Regions from separate parts of the Drosophila melanogaster genome. Here region 2 is linked to region 1. A link is a contact called in public ChIA-PET data. All regions are on one chromosome and are shown on one strand. Each heading gives the region's core, a stretch centred on a gene start, on an enhancer-like site or on the middle of the called end of the contact. The rest is flanking DNA. Distances are from core to core; before and after follow the strand shown. Region 1 holds the start of Ids (Iduronate 2-sulfatase). Region 2 overlaps eIF5B (eukaryotic translation initiation factor 5B).

What was found. ChIA-PET counts read pairs in DNA pulled down with a chosen protein or histone mark.
Region 2: an RNA polymerase II ChIA-PET map of the S2 cell line shows a contact between it and region 1, with 3 times the contacts expected there. The contact joins the enhancer-like site here to the promoter of Ids in region 1. A contact is called at or near these places in 39 of 107 Hi-C or Micro-C datasets (the Clone 8 cell line, the D17-c3 cell line, the Kc167 cell line and 15 more) and 4 of 6 datasets of contacts at active chromatin or transcription factors (the Kc167 cell line and the S2 cell line).

Annotation. Positions count from the first base shown.
Region 1 is chr3L:3,376,069-3,381,033 of dm6, forward strand. It overlaps Ids (Iduronate 2-sulfatase), which reads left to right and starts at 2,200. Exons shown (of 4, transcript NM_139557.2): 1 at 2,200-2,420; 2 at 2,483-3,503; 3 at 3,555-3,728; 4 at 3,796-4,015. The coding sequence starts at 2,217. The coding sequence ends at 3,935. It overlaps CG12012, which reads left to right and starts at 689. Exons shown (of 2, transcript NM_001300000.1): 1 at 689-879; 2 at 931-1,924. The coding sequence starts at 813. The coding sequence ends at 1,232. It overlaps CG12010, which reads left to right. Exons shown (of 3, transcript NM_168030.2): 3 at 23-581. The coding sequence ends at 519.
Region 2 is chr3L:3,432,870-3,438,046 of dm6, forward strand. All of the region lies in intron 8 of eIF5B (eukaryotic translation initiation factor 5B), which reads right to left. Among named protein-coding and RNA genes, the nearest start is that of sty, 11 kb to the left of the region's middle. Within about 2 kb of position 1,377, at least 14 of the 39 cell types and tissues checked have an H3K27ac peak or open chromatin away from gene starts, as enhancers often do. A contact at or near this core is called in the D17-c3 cell line, the Kc167 cell line, the OSC cell line and 1 more, where this site is marked.

The sequences.
Region 1 (4,965 bases), core at 950-3,449:
ATTAATCCACTTAATTTTATAGATTCGCTTGTTGGCAGAAGGACGGTCTCAAGTGGCGGAGGTGGTGGACAAGTTCAGCTGAGGATTCTCTCCACGCTGTTGACCGAAATGAATGGCATTGTGGGGGGTGGTAGTCAGCAACATATACTTGTCGTTGCAGCCACCAATCGACCGGATATGATCGATGATGCCCTACTGCGACCAGGACGCTTTGACAAGCTTATCCATGTACCAGCCCCAGATGAGAAATCCCGCCTGGCTCTGCTAAAACTCCACTCCCAGCGCATGCCTTTCCATGAAAATGTGTTTCTCCAGGAGATTGCTGCCCGAACAGACCGGTATTCTGGAGCGGATCTGTGTAATCTCTGCAATGAGGCGGCTATCGAGGCTTTTCAACGTGACTTTAAGGCCACGGAAATTGAGCTACAAGACTTTGAAAAAGTTCTGACCAAGCAGAAATCCTCGCTCACTCAAAGCCAAATAGATGGCTACTATAAGTTTGCTTATAGGTTCTTATAGAACAAGATGTATGTGCAGTTGCATTTGTTAGTTTTGCATAAATAAATGTATTTTAAGATGTTAAATCGTAGAATTCTTTGCTCAAATTCAAACTACTGATTTACGATATGTACTCCCGCGACCACGATTACCAATCGATAGAATAGTCGCAGTCAGCTGTTGCAACGATAACTGATTGCGGCAAAACAAAGAAAACGCAGAGAAAAAGTTAACGCAATTAAACGTAGTAAAAAAGCCTAGACTATTTTCATAACAAGAAGCAGTGAGTCACAAAAAAAAGCTTTCCGGCCACAATGGCAGATACCCGTAAAGACGCCGCGCCGCCGAGCTACGAAGAAGTCATGAACAGTCCCTCGCAGGGTAAGTAATAGGCTCACTAAAGGCATCCAATTCAATGCACATCTTTTTTAGATTCCCGGCTGATAGTGGGCGTGCATCAGGGAGCACCTAGTGCTCCGCCACCAAACATGCACATGCCAACCTACGGAGCTTTCGAGACGACGCCGGTCAGCGTGGTGATTCAGCCTGCTCCGGTCGCTATGCCCACCGAGATCATCGTGATTGGAGGATGCCCTGCATGTCGGATTGGATACCTGGAGGACACCTTCTCCGCCTGCGGACTGTGCTGCGCAATCTTCTTCTTCCCGCTGGGAATTCTCTGTTGCTTGGCCATGCGTGAGAAGCGCTGTTCCAACTGCGGAACGGTTTTCTAGAGGGGATTACCCAGAAATTATCCATAAAGAAACGCTAAAAGTTGATCCCTATTAGGCTTTCGCGGTGGGTGACTATCACAAAGCACCAATATTTTTGTTATTGTTAATCGTTAGCTCGCAAATCATTATATACTATGTGTAAATATTATTCATGCCAGCCTGCGGAATGCCCCCGATTCCATTCCAGTCCCTGTCCGGAGAATGGTCATGTACAGTGAAATATGCTAAACTCGAATTCAAATCAGTAAGCCCAGTTATGAAAAAAATGCTAAAAAAAATCAGTTGAACATGTTTTCCAATTGAATAGTGATTTGGCTTTTTACAAGGATTTTAAGTAACATAAGTTTTAAACTGCAAACAAAAGAAAAAATATTTATATATTTAAATAAAAGGTTTACAACATGTTTATTATATCTTAGAGTAATGGTACGCAGATATAATGACTTGGACGGTTTTAGATATGAACTAGGTTGTACAAAACTTCATTAGTTCTTGATTTGTGAATAATTTGACCCACTGTTGCATTTCGTGATTATAGAACTTTTACTGTACTTGTAAAATGTGCACTGTAAGCGTCGACGAGGCGCGCTTCCGTTAAATTCAATTGAAATATAATGGAGGGCGGTTTTGAATTGCGCCGCCCGTCCGATTTCTCTTCTCCATGCTCTTTGGACTTTACCGCGCAAAACAGTAAACAAGTGAAGTGTTTTAAATGAATTTGGGAATGACATAAATATACCCTTCAAATGCATCAGGAGATTAAAAGAAAAACCCTTCAAAACGCCATATTTTAGATATTTGAATTTTTGAATATATATAGATTACTTGATTTTCAAAATTTTTATAAAACCAAATGTATGAGCCGCTGATATACCCCCTTATCAGATTTCATGGGCACAGGGTAGCACAACAAATTCGCCGGCATCCACATCCGCCGTGTCGGCATCTTCGAGTCAACAGTTGTGAGCTTCCTTCGCCGTAGACATGATCACTGCTCGTCTCCTGCTCTCGCTGATGATGCCAGTGCTGCTGGACGCAGCTGCTCCGCCACGACGGCCGAATGTGGTGATGGTGATCTTTGATGATCTGCGTCCAGTTATTGGAGCTTATGGCGATACGCTGGCCAGCACGCCGTATTTGGATAACTTTGCTAGAGGAAGTCACATCTTTACAAGAGTTTACAGCCAGGTGGGCAGCCTGTGATCATTGATGTGCGGACCTAATAAAACACATATATATTGAATCTTTAGCAATCCCTGTGTGCACCCAGCCGGAATTCGCTGCTCACGGGTCGAAGACCGGATACTCTGCATCTGTACGATTTCTACAGTTACTGGCGCACTTTCACCGGAAATTTCACCACTTTGCCGCAGTACTTCAAGGAGCACGGATATTACACCTATAGCTGTGGAAAGGTCTTCCATCCTGGCCTCTCATCCAACAACACGGATGACTATCCCCTTAGTTGGTCGGCTCCAGCATTTCGTCCCCGAACCGAGCAGTTTATGAACTCGCCAGTGTGTCCCGATAAGGAGGGCATTCTGCGGAAGAATCTCATCTGTCCAGTGGAGCTACAAACTCAGCCGTACAAAACGCTGCCGGACATCGAGTCCGTGGCGGAGGCATTGCGCTTTGTGGGCTCACGGAGCAGGCACAGCCAGGAACCATTTTTTCTGGCCATGGGCTTCCACAAGCCGCACATTAATTTCCGGTTCCCACGGCAATTCCTTTCGAGATTCAACCTTTCCCAGTTTTACAATTACACGGAGGATAGCCTGAAGCCGCCGGATATGCCGGCAGTGGCCTGGAATCCTTACACAGATGTGCGGGCCAGGGATGACTTCAAGCACTCCAACATATCCTTTCCCTACGGACCGATATCCCCACTCCAGGCTGCTCAGATACGACAGAGCTACTACGCCTCGGTGTCCTATGTGGATGATCTGTTTGGCAAGTTGATTGGGGGATTGGATCTGGATGAGACGGTGGTGGTCGCTCTGGGGGATCATGGCTGGTCTCTGGGTGAGCACGCCGAGTGGGCCAAGTACAGCAACTTCGAGGTGGCGCTCAGGGTTCCACTGATCATAAGAAGTCCACAGTTCCCTGTCGCCCAAACGAAGTACTATCACGGGATCACAGAACTCCTTGATGTTTTCCCCACTTTGGTGGATCTGGCAGGATTACCCAAATTGGACAAATGCCAGAGCTCTCAGGAGTTGACCTGTGGCGAGGGAAAAAGTCTTTACCATCAGCTGATGGGATTGGGAAGGGGTAAGTTGCTTTGTATGTGATATATAATGTATTTAATGCAATCACTTCCAGCGGATGAGCACGTGGCTCTCAGTCAGTACCCAAGACCAGGAATGCTGCCCACAAAGCACCCGAACAGCGACAAGCCGAAGTTAAGGAATATAAAAATCATGGGCTATAGTCTCAGAACCGATATATATAGGTATACCATGTGGGTGAGGTTCCATGCGCAAAACTTTAGCAGAGGTAAGAGAATATCAATAGATTCAATTAATAACCATATTAATTATATATTAAATATAACTCCCTTCAGATTGGCACGATGTGTATGGCGAGGAGTTGTACGACCACCGCCTGGATTCGGGCGAGGAATTGAACCTGATGCCCCTGCCGCAGTTCGATGATGTGCGTCAGCGCCTTCGCCGGCGATTGATGGAGATGGTGGGCAGCTAGTGGAGATCGGCTGTCCCTTCCCCTTCGAATCCCTCTGATTTTGAATGAATTCATAAGCAATAAAGGCAGCGCGACAAACGATCTCGAGACGGCGAAATATCTTGTCGCCATAATTGGAATTTAATACTTCCGGTTGGGCAACAACGTTTGCAAGCCGCGAGACGCCCAGACATGCTGCATATTTTTCGCTGTAATTTCTGCGATGCCCCCGCCTTGGGGACCGCCTCACCCCCAAATCCCCCCGAGCCGCCCAACCAATCTATATATGCACAATATACAATCCGATCCACTGCGAGCCGCGCATGCGTGACTGGTGTCCATTGCCTTTTTGGCTTCGTTTTTGTGGATTTTTGTGAATGAAATGAATGAAATTTCATTCAACGTTGGCGGCGCGCGTCTCGCTGCGTTGGCGTCGGCAGCGCCGTCGACGCCCAAATCGGGAGAGGATGGGGAGAGGAGAGGGGGCTACGTTGGCGACTCTTTTTCGAGCTTTCATTTTCTCTTCGGTTTGTTGCCATGCCAGTGAAAAGCAGAGCACAGAAAGAAATTCTCTTGCAAACTATTTACTGTCTTTACCAAATTTACAGATACATCTACAGGTACAGATGAAAGGCTTGCTGAGATAGATAGCATGGTAAGATACTTCTTGTTATATGCACTTTTTAAAAAGCGCCTAGAAGCAGGCAAGAAATAATTGCATTCTTGTTACTTGTTAAAAAGACAGAAATAGCACATCGTAACCACTGGTTTTTTCCTGTGTATTTCCCAGTCTGGTAATTAAATCTGCAGCCCGCTGCTTGATCAATGTGATTCCCCCCCGGGTCCCCCCGGGGACCAGCCCCCCAGCCCCCCAGCCCCCGCCTTCGGCCCACTCTTTCTCTACGTGCTCTCTAATGTGCATATTTGGTGTGGGCTGCGTTTTGGGTTCGCCATGTGGGCTGTCTCCTCCGGAGGTGATTAAACTGCATTTTGGCAGCACTTTCAACCACACACTTTTCGAAAAATATGTGCCCCAAGAGGGCGTGGCCAT
Region 2 (5,177 bases), core at 127-2,626, 56 kb after region 1:
TATTTTCACAGCTTAAACGAAGTCAAATTAAAGTCCCTTTTGGACCATTGATTTTCTCGCTGTGCATGGGCTCCTATCTCGATGGCCTAACAAAGTCATTGAACCAAATTGTAACATGTTTGTTGTCGTAACCCGTTTGCACTCGACAAAAACAAAACAGGAAACTGTTGCCAACGTCGCGTTTCCTGTGGGCGCCCCAATGGCGTCGACGTCGCTGCCCTCGTTCGTATTTCATTCAAACCAAATAAATTATTGAAATTCTTTTTTTTTTTTGCTTTTCATGTTGTTGTTGTTGTTGTGCTGGCCTGTTGCTATCGGTGCAAATAGCTACATAGCACATTTACACACCCCCTAGAAGGAGAAAGACGGGCGAGGGGATGTGTGAGGGGAGAGGGAGCATTTGTCACCATTTCCTGTCGTTGATTACTCATACGCCCCGTTCCACGTCTTCCGTTGCGGCGTCTTCGCGTTTTCGCGCTCTCTTCGAAATTTTCATTAAATGTGTTAATTTATTTCCATTTCCACACAATTTTTTCTTTCAACATTGCGCTACTGCGGTGCGAGCCGGCAATTTTCGTCTTTTATGAGAGCAACGAAATCATCCCAGTGGGGGATATTTATGATAGATATGGTATGTATATACTTATATGTATATATGTTGCAAAGGAATATGGCGAAAAAAAAAAACAACCCGGCCCATACCAAACTCGCACCAAATGATGAGAGGAGAAATTGATGGGCCTGTTGATGCAAGTGGCAAAAAAGGAAATCGTCTTCCAGGGAGATAAATCGGTTTAGATTAAAAGTTCTATTCGGGTAATATTATTGGGACGTCTATACTTGTTTTTGTCTTTGCATAATGTTTACAAAATTCTTTAAATTTAAAACAATTTTTATAGGAATCCTTTTTTACACAAAATTATAAAAAGAAAAAAAAAGTTCTTGTGAACATCCAATTTAATAATTTAATAGATTTCTAGCCCTATCAAGTCATTTAATTTCCAACTGTAAGCACAATTTAAAACGACCAAAATAGTGTGATATACTTTCTGATTTCGATGCCAAAGAAAGCGAATTCTTTATTGGGCATTAAGAAAAAATTCGATGACGATGCGGCCGTCTCGTCTCGCCGAAAAACCCCAAACAAGTTGACTACGAAAACAACATTTTACATTCCTCTTTTTTTTCCCCCGGTTCGATTTTGTATATTTTTTGTACAACTTTTTCTGGCTGGCAGATCGCTTGGCTGTGTGTGTGTGTGTGTGTGAGTGTATCGGCGTTTATCTAAAAATATGATTTATATATTTCGTGCAGACCGGATGTCGTCTATTTTCGAAAAAAGCGCTGCTTGTATGAATGAACGAAAACAACAAATCGAAAGCGAACAAAACGAGATTCAAAAAGCATTTGGCTTTTTGTAAAATGTTTGATGGAGAGCGGCGACCAGAAGAGGGACAAACACATAGATTGTGTGCTATCTTTATTCTTTTTTTTTTGTTTTTTTTTGGGCAGCGCAAACATTTTAGTGACACAATTCTCTGATTTCTTTGCAGCTTGTTTATGCTGTTGTCAGCAGGAAACACTAAATTAGTTGACCGTAGAGAGAATTACCCCATATATATACCGCATAATATATACATGTGCACACATTTTATATGTGTCAAAGACGAAAATTCGCAACATCCGTCGCGCGGGGGACTCGAAAAAGCAAATCTTTCAGGGCCTTTGAGTCTGCGCAGCTGCAACTTCGAGTGGCCTCGAAAAATACAAAATATAAAACGGTAGCCACATCAATTCTTCCAATCTCGGCTGCCGGTCTTGGATTCTCCTCAACCAAATCTTCAGCCCCTCGGGGCTGACGATCTACGCTTTTCAAATGGATCGAGAAGTCTGGGGCCCCACGAACTTGCCTACGTCATGTTTTTCGAGGGAGAAAGAAGAACTTGTCGCTGATTCGAGTTTGGGCCGCAGCAAGCTCCCAGATTTGAGGAAGCATTTATATAGTCATCATCGCCGTGATCGCTATGAACATGATCACGATCCATCCGTCCACGGACCACCAGATAACCCCACTCATCTAGCTGCCCACAACTTTCGGAAGGTAGAGATGGAAGTGGAGGAAAACAACCTGAGGAGATCTTGGTAGCGGAATAACTAAGGAGGGGGGCATTGGAAGAGTAGGTGTGCGGCATCAGGGCTGCAGTGTAGAAAAGAAGTTTTAAAATATATTTTATATGGTTTCTATGTGGCTGAACAAATGCTGTGTTGATAAACGTTTTCCAAAGCAAACTGTGAGGTTTAAAAAAGTTTACTAATATACTACTACATATTTTTTTTAACATTCTGGTATTACCCAACCCTAACGCTTTCCAACCTTTCCACCCAGCTAGCCAAAACTGCCAGTTGTTTGGACCTGAGCTCAGCTCGAGTCATGCAACGCCAAGCGACATGGCTTTCAACGGCAATAACAATGCCAACAACACCTACCAAATGAGCCAAGACAGACCCCTTTGAGCAGAAGTCTAGTCATGCTCATTAGCATCTCGAATCTCCATCTCCATCTCCATTGCTGCAGTGCAGCAACGCCCACAATCCAGACTCGCGGCTCGTAGGAGGCCGAAAAGAAAATCTTTCACTGACAGGAAGTTGGTGGGCAAGCTCATCATCGCCATCATCGTCATTGCCATCGAAATTCAAGTGAGTCCCAGGTGGGTGTCTGTGTGCTGTTGCCAAGGTGTTAAAGAGCGGCAGCAAGCTCCACTGATTAGAAATGATTAGCGGACACAGTTGTTATTAATTTCGTAGTTTGTGCCACTCGAAAAGCGAAAATTAAAGCCCATTGATTATTGTTTAATTTGTTTGGGTTAACGTTGTGTTATCGGACATCGGAAATACTTGATAGATACCCGCCAGCTGCTCGGCATATGGCCATTAATCAGGCGTGTCAATAAAGTGGGGCCAAGTATCCTAGCCAGGCCCATATGCATATTAGCCCGAGTGCAAAACAATCAATTATGCGTCCAGGTGAATGAAACTGAAGCGAATGAGTTTATGGAACCACTCGATTGAACATCGATAAGAATCGAACAATGAATATATAAAAATAACGAAAAACGATAAGAAAGCCGAAAATGCAAGTCTAATTGAACTCTGTTCGGGAGGAAGTGAATGCGAGTTGTTGACTAGCCAGGTGAGCTATCAGCCAAAATCGTATCAAGTTCAATGCCTGAGTTAATAACTATTATTAGGTTCTTTCCCCGATTGTTAGCCTAGGAGTCTTCAAACTTCTGGCGTCTCACAATGCGGCCATAAAATATAATTTCTTTGACGGTTTTCCCCTGGCCAAATAAAAAAAAAGCTTCAAGTAGATTACCCTGTTTGCGCGGAAGTTAGCTATTTCACCATCTGCTTGAAATTGTGTAAACAAATATTACATTTATTACGATTTCTAAAGAGCATTTTTATGCAAAAGAATCGTTAGGGGACTGCGTCAATAGCATTGTTGTGAGAAGAAAATGAGTATAATATAACATTTCTAATGAGAAAACGTTAACGAGATAACCTGACCTATACTACCAACAAACTTATTGAAACTTTTTATCTCTCAGACAACTTCTCGTAGAATGTATCTTGGAGTCTGCTGTTGCCCGGCACAAGACAATGAGCTATCTAAAACTGTTGCGATAACTGAAAACACAACTTTGGGAAATAGTCCCATGGCAATCTTTCAAGCCAAATTGTCATCCCTTTTGGGCTTTTGGTTTATTGTTCCACTTAGTCGAAATATTTATGCGTAGGTGATACGTCCGCTGTTTATAATATTCTCAACTTTTTTATAATTTTTATAGCCTGCAGCCCGAAAACATTAAGCGATTAAACAAACGTCAATTAAGTATATTTATTTTGGGTGCGCGTGTAAATGGGTGAAAAAAAAGGGGAAGAAGCAGCTGAGAATAAGAACGTTTTTATGCCAGTTTTCCGTCGGTTTTTGTGCAAATTCAGCATTTCCGGCCAAGAAAAACTGAAATGTGACGAAGGCGACCAACTGACCGAGCAAAAGCGAAATAAAACCAACAGAAAACAGCAACGACGACGTCAATTTCCAAGCCGCAAAAACAAAGGCAAAAAAAAAAAAAAAAAATACAACAAAATAAAAAAAAAAAACAAAGAAACACAGAGAGCGGCGAGTAATTTGCTAATTACGCTAATTTCTTTTGTTGTTGCTGGTCGGTCTGCTTTTATTGCAATTGCCATTTGTAATAGCAGCCATTGTTGCTGTTGCGCCGCCTGTTTATTTTCATAGTAAAATAAATATATAAGGCAATCGTACACAGAAAGAAAAAATACGGTATTTTACAAAACATATTTTTAAAATTTACTTTTAATTTCCTGTGAATTTAAAAATATATCACACATTTATTGAAAGGATAAATGCTATAATAAAAAAGTATTTAAGATAATTATTTCTCATCTACATTTTGTAGATTAATATCATGAGAAAATATATCTCTTTTTATCCAATTATTTATATTCTTAATTTACACCTATTAGATGTGCCGTGTAGATGCAGATACATGAAGACGGGGCAAAAAAGCGCGTATCTAAGCGGATTTTACTATCTTATCGTTTGTACAAATGCCTGAGTGTGGTCGTGTATGTGTGCACATATGTGAGTGTGTGTGTGTTTTATGGTCGTCGGAACCTAAAGCTACCCGCACCAACCACCGCCCACCAACGTCCCTCATCGGCAAATGGCCTAGGCAATAGTCAAGGCAACAACAGGAAATAAGCATTTTTATGAATGAAACGAAAGCGAGACACAGACAAGCAAACAAATAGAGACGCGCACATAGATACACACTAATACACATGGATGAAGGCACTCAGTGTTTAGTGCAAAATGCTTAGCTTAAATACAGTAGGCGATGTAAAACCATAACCACTAGTAAGTTAAATCATTGATAGTAACCTCCTTGGATATGACATCATCAAGAGGTCTTAAAGACTTCACCTCCCCTTATAAGTAATATACTAAATTTATAAGACCCAATAGTCAGTATCTCACGAACTATAAATCACGTACTCTCGCCACTCCACCCAAACGATATTTACACCTTTTGGGTGAGGAAAGCAATACATTTGCTGTAGAAATTCGTGTTTGTAGGTTTCATTCACAA